Linked DNA regions of Mus musculus: regions 2 and 3 are each linked to region 1. A link is a contact called in public Hi-C and capture Hi-C data. All regions are on one chromosome and are shown on one strand. Each heading gives the region's core, a stretch centred on a gene start, on an enhancer-like site or on the middle of the called end of the contact. The rest is flanking DNA. Distances are from core to core; before and after follow the strand shown. Region 1 overlaps Pvt1 (Pvt1 oncogene). Region 2 has its middle 280 kb from the start of Pvt1. Region 3 has its middle 280 kb from the start of Gm41333.

What was found. Hi-C and Micro-C count contacts between places; a contact is called where the count stands out from the background. Capture Hi-C pulls out chosen DNA fragments and counts their contacts.
Region 2: a capture Hi-C map of bone marrow-derived macrophages shows a contact between it and region 1, with 3 times the contacts expected there. The contact joins two enhancer-like sites. A contact is called at or near these places in 1 of 15 datasets of contacts at CTCF or cohesin (the NIH/3T3 cell line), 7 of 484 Hi-C or Micro-C datasets (the HL-1 cell line, the N1E-115 cell line, bone marrow-derived macrophages and 3 more), 4 of 115 datasets of contacts at active chromatin or transcription factors (the NIH/3T3 cell line, embryonic fibroblasts, kidney and 1 more) and 2 of 9 other capture datasets (bone marrow-derived macrophages and embryonic stem cells).
Region 3: a Hi-C map of bone marrow-derived macrophages shows a contact between it and region 1, with 2.9 times the contacts expected there. The contact joins two enhancer-like sites. A contact is called at or near these places in 3 of 484 Hi-C or Micro-C datasets (bone marrow-derived macrophages and peritoneal macrophages) and 1 of 115 datasets of contacts at active chromatin or transcription factors (pancreatic cancer cells).

Annotation. Positions count from the first base shown.
Region 1 is chr15:62,055,321-62,059,900 of GRCm38.p6, forward strand. The region is part of intron 1 of Pvt1 (Pvt1 oncogene); the gene reads left to right. Among named protein-coding and RNA genes, the nearest start is that of Pvt1, 20 kb to the left of the region's middle. Within about 2 kb of position 1,256, at least 71 of the 459 cell types and tissues checked have an H3K27ac peak or open chromatin away from gene starts, as enhancers often do. A contact at or near this core is called in bone marrow-derived macrophages, where this site is marked.
Region 2 is chr15:62,319,432-62,324,153 of GRCm38.p6, forward strand. No RefSeq gene overlaps it. Among named protein-coding and RNA genes, the nearest start is that of Pvt1, 280 kb to the left of the region's middle. Within about 2 kb of position 1,665, at least 55 of the 459 cell types and tissues checked have an H3K27ac peak or open chromatin away from gene starts, as enhancers often do. A contact at or near this core is called in bone marrow-derived macrophages, where this site is marked.
Region 3 is chr15:62,387,218-62,391,908 of GRCm38.p6, forward strand. No RefSeq gene overlaps it. Among named protein-coding and RNA genes, the nearest start is that of Gm41333, 280 kb to the right of the region's middle. Within about 2 kb of position 2,659, at least 11 of the 459 cell types and tissues checked have an H3K27ac peak or open chromatin away from gene starts, as enhancers often do. A contact at or near this core is called in bone marrow-derived macrophages, where this site is marked.

The DNA.
Region 1 (4,580 bases), core at 6-2,505:
CTCAGGAATATGAGCAAATTAGATGCAAATATCCCAGGTGCACCTGGAACTTACAGTACAATAGGAGACATTGATAGTTGCAGTCTTCCTTAGGAGGAGCAACTGTCCTTTGACAGTACCGTCTTCCTACTCTTGCTAACAAAGATGCGGAAGCAGAGCTTTCTGTCTTTCAAAGAGAAGGCTGGGCTGGGGGACAGAGTCAGAGTACAGCACTTGCTGGGAGCACATGATGACCTGGGTTTACTCTTCAACATCCCCACTACACCAAGGGGGAAAGAATACGACGAGGGAGCTTTTAAAATATAAAAAAAAAACGCTTGATTTCTGCTGGGTGTGGTAGCATCAGGGAGGCAGAGGCAGGGAGATCGTAAGTTTGAGGTTAGCTAGGACTGTACGGTGTGAGACTGTATTAGTTACTTTCTTTCATTGCCTCAGTCAAAAACCTGATGGAGTTACATTAAGGGGGAAAGGGTGCTTTGGGGGATACATTTGAGAGGATTCAGTCACTTACTGTGGGAACGTCACTGTAACAGGAACATGAGGCAGCTGTTCACACTGCAATTGTAGTCAGGACGCGGAGAGATGAGCGCTGCTTTCAGCCCCCTTTCTCCTTGTCAGTAAGTCCTAGAATTCAGCCGGTTGAAAATGTGTTGCCCACATTCAGGGTAGATCTTTCCATCTCAGCTAACCCAGTCTAGAAACTCCTTCGTAGGCTTTGTCAGAGGTGGCTCACCTAGATGCTCCTAGATCCTGTCAAGCTGACAATGAATGTTAACCATTGCACCCCCCACTCTGCCCCCCACAAAGTGAGATAGAACAAACCCTCTCCTGATTTCAAGTATGTTCAATTCAGATTTTAAGGGAAGTCCCAGGCCAAAGGAACAACTGTTTCGGGCCAGTAGATTGCAGCCTTCAGGCTATAGGGCTTCCCCCCTTAGGTTGACGTAGCTCCTTCTGTTGGGCCATGACTCTGTATCCCCATATCCCTTCAGACAACAGCACTCATGGCAGGCATGCTCTACTTGCATGGCAGTGGACTTGAATGCTATTTTGGCCACCTGACATCTCCTGACCCAGAGTTAACTGATCTTTCCTTAGAGTTATCTGCCTAGAATTGAGCCACTCCCTTCAGTCTCCCCTCAACTTCCAGGCCATACAGAGCTGGAAAAGCCACCACTTCCTGCATTCTACATAGGCCTGCTCATTTCTCTTCCCTCTCCGCTTTCTCAACACATGCCGGTTCTTTGTTCCTGTTGCGTGGGCTATCATGAGTTTCCCAACTGCTCTGTGACCTTTCCCTTGCTGGCTGCTTAGCCACTGAGTGAGGATTTCACTGGAAGATCAGAATGACTGTCACATTTCTCTCCACAGACAGGAAGAGATTGTAGCAGGGTTGCTTGAGGAAGAAAAACCAACTTCCCATCCTGAGGAGAATAGCCACATGTCATTTTATGCAGGGTTTTTTTTTTTTTTTTTTTTTAAATCATTTTCCATTTTATTGAGCTTTTTACCATCTTCCTGCGAGTTGTAAGAGGAAATTGGATAGGGACACAAAGGGAGTGGAGCTTGACGTGGACCCGGAGGTATTCGAGATTGTCCAGAGGGACAGTAAAGAGGAATCTTCTTCCTGGAAGGTCCCAGCCTTTGTCTCTGAGAAAGGTGGAGTGAGAGAAAGGGCAAAGAGGAGGAAACTGTGTCATTAACACAGTCACAAGCTGGGGGCTGCGGAGGAAGCTCACCGGTCAAGAATGTTTGGTGTTCTTAGCGAAGACCAAAGTCCTGTCGGAAACACCCACATCTGGCATCTCAAAATTGCCAGTGCCTCCGGCTTTGGGAGCGTCCAACACCCTCTTCTGGCCTCTGTGCATCTAATGTACATTCACACGGATGTGCACAGGACACATAAATGAAAAGTGAGAATAAACCTTAAGGGAGATAAGCGCATCCTGCCATTACTTTGTATTGGTCACAACTCTAATACAGTGTCATTCAGATGTTAACCCCGTTCCCTAGTATTCTTCCACGCTCACAAATGGTGGAGGCCACAGTCCCTGTGGTACAAGCCTGAAAGCTAAGCTATTTGGGAAATAAGGCAGGAAGAGGTTGAGACCAGCTTTGGCTACCGAGTGAGCTCAGGGCCAGCTTGGGTATCATAGCAAGAGTCTATTTCCCGTTACCCTAGCCTCTTCACCCACCCTATCTTTTCTTTTGCTCATTTTTTTTTTTTTTTCTGTAGAATACAGTTCAATGACTTGGAGTACATTCATTGCACAGCCTTCCCTATTAACTATTTCTAGAACTTTCTTCATTATCTCAGACTGAAAGTCTATCTGTTAAGCACTTTCACTTCCCTGCCAGCTGTGGAACTTGCTGTTCAACTTGGAGTCTAGGACTCTGGCTGCTCTCTTACACCATCTCTGTGAAAGTGACTGGCCCAGGCTGGTCTCTGACATTGCCATCCTCCTGCACCATCTGCCTGGTCTCACTCTGCTTTGAATTGCATTTCTCTAATGACTACTGACGAGTGTCTTTTTATGTACCCATTGGATACCCGAATATTTTCAGAGAATCTTTTGTTACTATTGTAGTTATTGTGTTATAAAAGTTCCATGATGTCAGTTCCCTCTCAGATACATAGTTCTTGATATTTCCTTTCTATTTTCTGGGCTGTCCTTCCATCTCTCTTGAGAGTGTCTTGTCCCATAATATAAAATCATTTAGTAAAATAATTGCTTTTTCTCTAGGATGTCACACATCATTAGATAGCCTCAGTCTTACTGTGTAATCAAAGGCAACCATTAAGTTCTGATCCATCCTCTCCCTCCTAAGTGCTGAGATTAGAGCTATGTGCCATTATTTCTGGGTTTATATGGCCCTGGGGATCAAACCCAGGACCTTGGGAATGTTCGACAGGCACTGAAGCTATGTACACCCTCAGCCCTTTGTTTCCCATTTCGATAATCTTGGCTACCTTTTTGTTAACTTTGGTGTGAGAAACCCAGTTAAAGCCATCTCCCTTGGTGTCAGGGCCCAGGACTTCGCCACGGCTGTGTTGTCCTCTAAGACTTTAGCCTTCTGGCCTTTGGGTCAGGTATTTGCACCATGCCTAGTACTAGTTCAGCTGTGCAGTCCAGGCAGGCCATAAACTCAAGACTCTCCTGACTTGAGCCTCTTAAATACTGGTGTGTGTTACTAAGCTTGTGCATCTCATTCATCTTCCTAGCATCCCTTTCCAGGGTGCTGTTGGCCCATTTTGCATATTTTAAGAGTCCAGCCTCTCACTTGCTTGTGGCAGAGATCCCCTGAGAGCAGCTCACTTACCCCTGGATTAGATACCCTGTGTATGAAATCATCTGCTGAAAGCCTTTCCAAGGTTGTTCTAGATTTCTTGCAATTACAGACTCTCTAAGTTGCAAGGGGACTTCTCTGGCTATGTTGTTTGTCCTCATAGGTAATCTACAGGAATATCCTTGTGTGTGTGTGTATGTGTATGTGTATGTGTGTGTGTGTGGGGGGGGGGGTTGGAGGCGGGGGAGGGATGGTTTAGAGCACAACGCTATGGTTGAGAGGCACAGTCAACTGCATTTACCTCATTCTCTCATTACTTCACTGGCCAATGAAATTAATTGTCTGGGCTAGTGTCTATCATTAAAGACAAAAGGAGAGCCTTTTAGTTTTAGATTACATAAGTACATGTTTGTGTGTGTCTTTTGTCAACCATACTGGCCTTGAACTCAGAGATCCACCTGCCTGTTTCCTCCTGATGGTTGGGATTAAAGGAGTGTACCATCATGCTCAGCTAGCTTCAGATTTAAAAGAAGTCAAGTCTACAAAGTAATTTGCCCAGAGAGTCGTTGAGCATTCCCTGCTGATGTCTGAAGATCACTTTCCATGTAAAGACCTGAGGTTCAGAGTAACAGAAGTGGCTCCCAGGGGCTCCCAGGAGGCTCAGCCCTGGCAGCTCTACAGTTTATTTTCTCCATGAGGGATCGAGATGGCGGGCAGATTCACAGTTCACCCAGGCTCTGCTCTCTGCTGGTCCTGGGGTGGCACTTTCCCCTCCTGAGTTTCCAGCTTCATTCAGGGGCTGGAGAGCTGTGAGGTGTCTCCTTCCAGCATGCTTAGTTTGCGCAGCTACCTGTAGCTGAATGGGAAGAAGCCCGGCCCTTCTTCATGTCTCCTGGGCATGAAATACCTGTTCAGTTCTTATACTGCCACATGCCTGACATTCCACACCCAGGACCCAAATTGCTACCTCCCTGCCTTCCAGAGAGGGACCCAGTTTATCCCCAGACCCTACTCATTTGGCTATTCGTTCAGGCCTGGAGCCTGGACTTTTCACACCTGAGCTCCTGGCTGGAGACCTGCAGCTTTCTGATGGTGAGTGACAACCAAAAGTCCTTCATTGTCCCCGTGTGTTAGAAGGCAAAAGAGCAGAGCATCATGGGTGAGATACTGGTCTTCAGTTAACCCAGGGGTTGCTCGGAGTGTGCCTTCTACCCCTTCAAACTCAGGTCTAGTCACTCAAACTTCTCCAGGCTCACTCTCCCCACCTGTAAAACTAGAAAGTTCAACCTTGA
Region 2 (4,722 bases), core at 415-2,914, 260 kb after region 1:
ATTTAAGGTTTTTCTTTAATCTTACTTGTTTTTTGTTTGCTTGTTTGTTTTGCTGTGCTGGGAACTTAACTTAATGCCTCACATATAGTAGACAAAGGCTATATTACTGAGCTGTACTCCCAGCTCCTTCTGGAGATTTTAAGAGGAAGTGTTCCAACAAGCATAGGAGAATAACATGACCTTTTACTATGCAGCCTTGAAAGTCGCATCATGTCATTTATGTTGATTTATGTTGAACTTTATTGAAGCCATCATGGCTTGGTCATGTTCAAACTCGGAGAACACAGACTCCATTGCTCAGTGGGAGCATCCTTTAAGAACTGACAGCCATACCTTAAAATAATAAGAGAGTTTATATATGTTTCTTGAAATAGTAGGAAGATTTAAAAAACAGTATGGAGAAGAAGCAATAAGAAGCAAAATTAACCTCCATTATAGCTATCATTGTAGGGTATAGGTATGGTAGGGACTTACATATGCTTCACAAAGTTTAAGTCACTCAATTGCCAAAATACTCCAGGGAGGCAGTGATATTATTATATCTACTCTGTAGCCAAAGGGACAGGAGCACAGACAGCTGAGATGACTTTTCCAAGGTTCTTAATGCTAATGATTTGACATAATAGGAACAGCAACAACTAGCATATATTGAGTATTTACCAAGTGCCTGGCATGTGGTGAACCTACCCAGTAAAATACACTAGACTGTGCCAAACACTTTCTATGAATTGTCCTAGATTTTACAATAATCTTGCAATGTATACACATTTGCTGTACTGTCTTATGCCAGAGAAAACTGAAGGTCTATGAAATTACCTGCTCAAAATTAGGATGTTAGAAAAAGCTCAGTTTTATTTTTTCCTTCCTTGAAGTCTGGGGCCTGGAATGTATTCAGTTGAGAAAGGGGAGTGATGAGTTAGGGGTGGGGCACTTCTATAGATTGTGGTAGAATGAGATTTGGACAAGGTTTAGAGCTTCAGTGGGAGCAAAGAAGAAAATATCCTGAGATTATGAGATAATGAGTATGTAATTATAAGTGTGTGTATCTGTGTATGCATATGCATGTATGTATTTGTGAGTGGTACGTGTGTATGTGTGCACATGTGTGTCTCTGTGTGCATGTGGTTTTTTGTAAATGGTGTGTGTCCATGTGTGTGTGTGCGCGCATGCATGGAAATAAATCTCTACTAAATTCATCAAGTATCTCTGATACTAACATTGAGTTTATCCATGTGCCAGTTCCTTGCTGGAAGCAGAAGCCCATGCAGGGAAGCGTTAACTTTTATATCCTTCCTAGTGCTCAGCGAGGGAGTACTTCCAATTCAAGGTCCATGAACTGGATTCTGCTTTGTGACTCTACTGCTCTGTCCATGGCAGAGTCTTCATCTCTGCCTTACACAGACCCATAGGCCTGGGGCTGCAAGAAGAATATGGAAATTCAATATGCTCACTCAATATGGAAATCGGAGTTCAGGTAAGAGAAAGTTGGCCATGGTAATGGTATCTTATGAAGAAATTTGTAGTAACGTTGGAGATGGAAGCAGAAATCGAGTACATAGTCCCTTTGTGTCTGGAGTTTTCAGATAGCCTGGATCCTGCTCTGCTCACATCTGTTCATTATGGCTTCCTCTTTGACCTGGAAGTCACCATGCTGATTCATCCATCAGTCACTGGAGTCTGGATTCCCCTCGGCTGTGCTGTTCTAGAAGCCTTCAGCTGTCATTTGATGCTTATTAAGAAGAATGAGTCAGGATGGTGGCTTAAGACACAATTTCCAGCCCGGTCTGTGCTCCCTTCCTCTTCTCTCCTTGCTGAACTATTCTGAGCTTGCATGCTCACAGGGCTTTGTCCAGGGTAGGAAGAGCCTGGGCTCTGGCGCATCAGAATGCCAGGGAAGTCGCAGCTCTGCAGTTTGCTTACTGTGTGACCTTGAGCAGGTTTATGTCCTTTGCATTGTTCCTTTAGCATAAAGTAGGATTGTTTGAGATTTGAATATGATTAAATATTAGGGCTTTGCACAAGATTTGGGGAACACTCAGCATGTAAAAATAGCCCCAGTTCCTTTGCATAAATAATCATATGCTAGGTTTTTTACTCTTTGGCCTGGGTCATCTTAGTGTTATCTATCCAGTGGGATTCTGAGAACTATTTCCTCCCCTCCCCTTTTTTTTTTCTGATGGACTGATGTGGATCATTTCTGTGAAATTCTTTTCTGTGGATCTCTGGGATGAAAGGAAGCAACAGCTCTGGAAATGGGCAGCTACAGTCTTGAGCCTGGCAGTCCATGACCTGCATTCTGCTTTGTGACTCTACTGTTCAGTCCATGGCAGATTCTTCATCTGTTTCATTGACTGTTTGGTGACATGAACAGGCACCAGAGCAAATCTTTTGTACCTGAGTGCTGCTGGGTGGTCTGTGCTTCCTGACTTGGGTGAATTCTTAAGCTCTGCTAGATGGCCCAGCCCCACACTAGTTCCTAGACTGTTCCAATATAGACCTTCCCTCAGATTCCTTTGATCTCTTTAGAAGCAAAGAAGTTTGTGGACTTGCTGCCTTCACATCCTTCCTGCCCTAAGCCTGACATGTAGAGTCTGTACTCTCTTTCACCCATGACCTCTGTCTACAGCAGGCAAAACCACCCTTTGCCATACCCAATCTGTTCCAGGTCCTCTTTCAGCCTTGATGCCCCTGTTCTTCACAGTTAATGGGCATATAAATGCTGTCCTTCTCAGTCAGCATAAAGAATGGCTCCTACCCTCCCCTGAATAGATCTAATGGAAGCAGCTAAGGAACCGAGAGTCATAAAATAGCTATGCAACTCACCAGTTTTATACGAACAAATCACTTAACTTCTCAGCCACAACTGTTCATATTTGAAAGGGCAGGGATCATGCTAATTGCCCTGTTCCTCCCTCCACCCCATTTACTGTGAGAATCCAATGAGATAATGTCTGTGGAAGTGCTCTGTAAATGCAACACTGTTATTAGAGCAGGATGGCCTGTTATTATTAAAAACTGGTTTCCCTGATTCCTCCAACTCTCCCTCTTCCTCCATCTTCTGAGTTGACTGGGCAATTGAGACTTAGTGGCAGTACAGCTTTTGGGGCTAGAAAGTAGCAAAAGTTCTGTCCTGCTTATCCAGAAGTCAAAGTGAGATGACATCTGACACCAGAAGTGTTCTTGGCTTGACAGCTGAGAATCCTGGTGGAAACAGCTTTGGTGATGTGGGGAAGCATCACACAGTATCCAGTGAGTAAGTCTTGCTCAGGTTGGTGTTTCCAGAGACCTTGCTGCATAATGCACTCCACAAATGCTGCTCTGGTCTCTTTCTTTGCTGTAGTGTCATTTCCTTTTGGGGATCACCAACACCTCCTGGAAGGATGCCTACACACTTGCTTAATGCAACTGTCTAAAAGCCAACCTCTTCATTTTATGTCACCAACTAGCTTAAGCCCTACACTGTAGTCCATTTCCTTCAAGGCTATTCAAATGGAAGGGAATTTCTGTTGAGTCTTCTGGCCTTTCCCCTAGCACTTCTTAGCTTCTCCTGTCTAAACCTTCAGCAATCTTATGCTTATAGTTATTGTTGTTGTTGGTTCTTTTTAATGTTTTAAATCTTCTTTCTTCCAGAATAGCTTCTCCTAGCTACCAACCACAAATAAAGCTGACCCAAACCCCTTTGACAATGTGAGTTGCCTTTCAGTGCATTTCTATAGTAACTTGCTTTCCCCTTCAGGAGCCATTGGTGATGCTCATGCCTCACGACCTCTCTTCTCTGAGAAGCTGGTGATTCCACAAGACTGGCTTCCGCTTGATACTCTGTTGCTCACTCCTTAACATCATAGCATCCAGCCCAGGGCCCAGAAATGAACGAAACCACACAGAGTGGATGAGCTAATATTTATCGGATAATAATTATCAGAGGCTTGGTCTCTGAAACTAGAGACTCTCAGAGATCTTAATGCATAAACACAAATGGACAGCATGAACAAAGCATGCTGCTCTTACATTTTCTCTTAGATCCTTACACATGCCAATCAGCTAAAGTTGCTTAGTATTTATAGAGTGCTTCCTCTGAGTTGAACATCTTATAAGACTCAGAAACTTCAAACTCCCCTGTTGTACTCAGAAGTACTGCTATTCTTCTGGGACTTAGGTAACACCACGGCCCAGGAACTTTTGGTTATTTACCCAAGGTCACCCATCCATCAAGTGAAGGATAGATATTGAGTCAGATCTATTTTCTTCAAAAATCCAAATTCACTGGACTGGACTGTGTGGTTTCTGGTCTGAAATCTTGAAATACATTATGAATTAGTTTCTTTTGTTTCGGCGTCGCCCTCCTCCTCTTCATCATCCTTCTCCTCTTCTTTTGAGACAGGGTTTCTCTGTGTTGTCCTGGCTGTTCTAGAACTCAATGTGTAGACTAAACTGTCCTTGAGCTCTGAGATCCTCCTGTCTTTGTCTTCGAATTGCTGGGATAAAAGGCATGTGGCACCATGCCTAGTGGTGGCATTTTGCTCCTTTCTTAATAGTTGTCTGAGAATTAAACAAGCAATTAGATACAGATGGGTTTGAGAGAGAGAGAAAATGTGTGAGAGAGAAAATGTGTGTGTGTGTGTGTGTGAGTGAGAGAGAGAGAGAGAGAGCGAGCGCAGGCTGGTGCCTTTTTCAGTAACTTCCCACTTTTTGTTTTGAGATAGGGTCTCTCACTGAACCTGA
Region 3 (4,691 bases), core at 1,409-3,908, 330 kb after region 1:
AATGTAAGGAGTGGGAGAGACTGTACACATTAAAAACTATCGAAAGAACAGGCTTATTAACATATAGTACACATATCATTTTACAAGCTAGCCTCTAGCATATGCCCCAAACTCTGTATGCTATCTGTGCTGTCCTCAAATTCTGTAAAATTATTCCCTTCCTTCCATTTCATAACATGGAAGCTTGAGGATTAATAGTATTCAAGGATACCCTGTTAGTATTATTGTAAAAATATTTGAATATATATTAATTATTTAACACTTTAATAGAAAGTAGAAGAGAAATATATGATAGGACTTGCCCCGATGGACATTACCTTCAGGCTTCTACATGAAGCTCAGGTAACATACTAAGGTTGCTGATCAATTGGGTTTCTTCAATTGCCTCATTGGATGAATGGACGTACTATATTCTCTCCTTTGCTTGTTCATGTCATTTGTGGGACATCATGGGAACAGCTTCAGTCACACCTCGAACCCAGGCATCACCAGAGCTCAGAGCCTCATCTTATTCCATGACATGTGAGAGTAAGCATTTTCACTTTGCTGAATTGTGAGGAAGCTGCATAAAAATGGTCAGGGAACAGGAAGTACATTCATTGTTCTTCCTGGAAAATGAAATTTAAGGAAATATTTCTAGTCTGCTCTCCAGAAGGCACTAATTTTGTGAATACAATCAAGTGGGGGTAAATTCCATCTGGCAGCATATGTAGGTAGGCCAGCCCTCTTGTAAGTTGTCCGTTACTGCCTTGTCATTTCCCAGTGTCTCCGAGAGATGCAGATTAGGCAACCTAGCTTCTCTATAGGAATAAATGGAAGACTCAAGAATTGCCATCGACAGGGACTAAGGGGATGGCTTAGTGGCATATAAGAGGATCTGAGTTTGATCTTAATAACCTACATTAAAAATAAATAAATAAAAAGCTAGGCATAGTGCTATACATATGTAATCCAAATGCTTGGGAGGCAGAGACAGTAGCATGTCTGGGAATCAATGGCCAGCTATTTTAGCCAAACTTGGCAATACAGACAAGGGAGCGAGCCTGTTCCAAAAACAAAGTGACTGTACCTAAGGGGTAACAGTCAATGTTATCCTCTGGACTCCACCAACACACATATGCATGTATACATGCACCCACATTTTGGAGAAAAAAAAAAAGATTTGCCATCTAGATACAGTGGAGAGATGACTCCACTTAGCCTGAGCAGTGTTGAGTGACTGTGTTTGGCTGAGTAATCCCTCTTTCAGAATAGGGGTGATAAGGGTATGCTTGTCATTTTTGATTATCGTTCTGACATTACTTTCTATTATTTCTTAGGTCTTGGAAAGAACTAAGGGGGGATGGAACGCCTAACAAAGATATGTCTGAAAGTATGCACTCCCCAACAGGCACTATTACTTGCTAATAGCAATTTTTTCACTTGGAAGACACCAACTCCTCATTCCTCTTATCATCTCCATTGGGCAGGTTATTGTTTACATTTTAAAGTGAGGAAACAAAGGGCAGATAGGTGAAATAAGTTGTTTAAGTTTGTACATATATTAAACAATAGAGCTGGGATTTGAATCTGGAGACTTCTAACCTGTGCAGTTCAACTATCATGCTACACATCATAGGACCATGCCAGGCATGTTAGTTTGTTTCCATGTTTATTTCTCTCTTGGATATTGTACTGTTGATATATATATATATATATATATATATATATATATATATATATATATATATATATATATACCTACATACACACACACATCATCTAAATCTGGGATGAGTATGATGGTGACTGGCAGACAGAAACAGTAAGGGGAGTCTGAAATTATGTCTGAAGTCAGAGGAAGGATGGGGTGAACGTCTCTATTGCCTCCTTTTCCCTGAACGAACCACTAGATTTAGCCAGAGAAGACATGGCCCATCTTGTGTAAGTACCCGAAAAACAGTACTGCATAGAGCTAGCCCTGGGGACTTCTAAGAGCCATTTTAAAGCCATTTAAAGTTTGTCTCCCATTCTGTGAACTCATTTTCTCCAGCTTGGGTTAGAAGACAAAGAAACAGGCTGCTCTGCCTTGGGTTGCAGTGAACATTTTCTTCTCAATCGGTTGAGACAATGGCTACCTGGAATTTGGACAAGTTTAAAGAAACTACTTTTTGATGGCTCGTTAAAAAACAAAAAACAAAAAACAAAAAACAAAAAAAAACAAAAAAAAAAAAAACAAAAAAAAACACCAATGTCACAGCTGGTATCTCGCAAAGCTGGCCACTCAGCATTTTATTAAATGCTTGTGAGCAAGATGATATGAAGCAAGCTCATGAAGAAATTTGGCATGATTCACATTAGTGGTGGAACAGAGGGATCTGGATGGAGGAACTCCTGCCTTGGCTCAAGAGTTGAGCATACTGCCTGCACATGGACCACTCCCTACAGGCAGTAATGCTATTTGCTCTTGCCCACACCCAGTACCCAGAATCAGCTCCAGGCATTTACCAACTGGAAATGAAGTAGTGACTTTCTCTTTTTCATGTGTCTTTGTCTTAATCATTATTGCTTGTTTTTCAGGCTCCCTCTCCTAACATTTCTTGCAATCTAGGCAGAAGCTGAGACTCTGTAAATGGCACACAGAAAGCGGAAAGGATTTAAGGTGACCACAGGGAGGAAGTGCCCCTGACAAATCTCTGAAGGTTGTTGCCAAGGCATGATGGCTTGGGATTGCTCTGCTTGCCAGGACTGAGCTGTTCCTTCTTGTATTATCTCCATGTAGCAGAAGCCGGGCTTGGGCTTGTAAAGAAGATAGCATATTCAAGGCAGGTGGATTCCAGGTGAGAGCTGGTTGTAAAGTTAGCACTGGACTGGACAACACAACCATAAATTATGAATTAAAGAAGAAATTTTGACCCTGAAGGCAGCTGCACTGCAAATCATTTTTCTTGAAGTTAACAAATACCGACAAAGTGACCTCGTTCTGTCTGAGGAGGAATACAACAAATAAACCAACAGCAACAAAGCGCTAGTAAAAACTGTACTGCAGGGTAAAAAATACGTTGAACAAAGCTTTTCAGTGCTGCAAATGTTTTACTCTGGAATCTAGTTATTTAAGACAATTTTGCTGAACAGTCACAGAGTGCTTGCAGAATGGTCCAGTCTGACATCAATTCATAGTGTCTGAAGGTGAGATGTGGAAAGGAAAAGGGGTTAAATAGGGGAGAGAGATGAAGCAAGTGAGAAGATTGTATGCTTAGATATGATAAACAATTAAACCTTTGTGGGGACAAGGAAGGGTAGGAAGCAGTAGTGTTCTGTGAAGGTGTGCCATTCATGTGGGGAACATAGTTGATGAACTTTCTTTGAACTTTGGGAGGGGGAACAAGGATTAACAATGACAGATGTTTCAGAAACATAGGGAGAGAGTACAAGCAGCCATGAAACACAGTTAGCATTGCTGAGTTAGAGGGCAGGATACTTATGGAGGACAGAGACTTGACTGCAATTTAGTTAACCTCAAGAATCAATCTTACATCTGTGTGGCATGGTACAAACTTCAGCCTACAGAGATTAAAAACAAAATTGTATCAACACCCAGGCATATATCCTACTATGATGACAAACATTAACCTAACCGGGGTCTTGTTCTTCCTGGCATACTGAATGACAGAAAACACATAATACTGTTTGACGAATAGTCTATTTTTATTCTAGTTAGTATCCATATATACAGAATGGGTTAGCAAAAGAGACAACACATATATTTATAAACTAGCCTCCAAAAACACTTATCTATGCTGTCCAAAGAGTAGACATAAGAATAGTCCAAATGAGAGGGGCCAGTAAAAAGTTACACTAAGCACTGAGGAGGAACACAATCTTAAAGTCACTGTTTCAATTAGAGAACGGAATTAAATCTCCAACGTCATGGAGAAAACAGTGTTTATAATGTTTCAAATCTTAATGTGAAAATGATCTGGAACGTCACAGAACTAGTAACAAATGCAAGGTAAGACGGGGCATGATAGGGAAAAAGAATGTGATAAACTCATTGTCCAATGGAAGAAGCAAGGGTCATGTCTTTGTAATGTGTTCGTAGCTTTATTTTTGAGGTGTATCTCTAGGTTCTGTTCACTAAGATGAGCATTTTTCTAATACATAATGAAAGTTGAAGAATATAAAAACTAACAAGGAAGAAAGCCCTGGAAGGTAAGTTATATCTGAAAAATAAAAACAACAACATCATCATTATCAACAACAACAGCCCCCCCCCCAGCAGCAGCAGCAGTAACAGCAGCAGCAGCAGCAGCAACAGCAACAACAACAACAACAACAACAACAACAACAACAACAACAACAACAACAACAACAACAAAAACTTTGAAAGCCATGTGAATTTTAGTCTATAAGAACCAACTAAATGTTTAAATCTATACTTCTGAGACAATAATGCAGATGGAGTTTGGGAGGTAACTGTGGAATCTCAAAGATGTCTACTCTTCTTGGGAAAGGTGAGCCACCACTATTGCCTATTTGGTCATGGTATAAAAGGTAGGAAAAACAGCCACAGAGCAACTCAATGTTCCTCATGATTCTGTAAGGTGACTGAGAAACACCCACTAGAATTCAGTTACCTTATAATAGAGATACAATAAGGGACTTTCCTTTCTTCAATTATTCCTCACCTCTGGGCTTGAGCTTTGGTATGC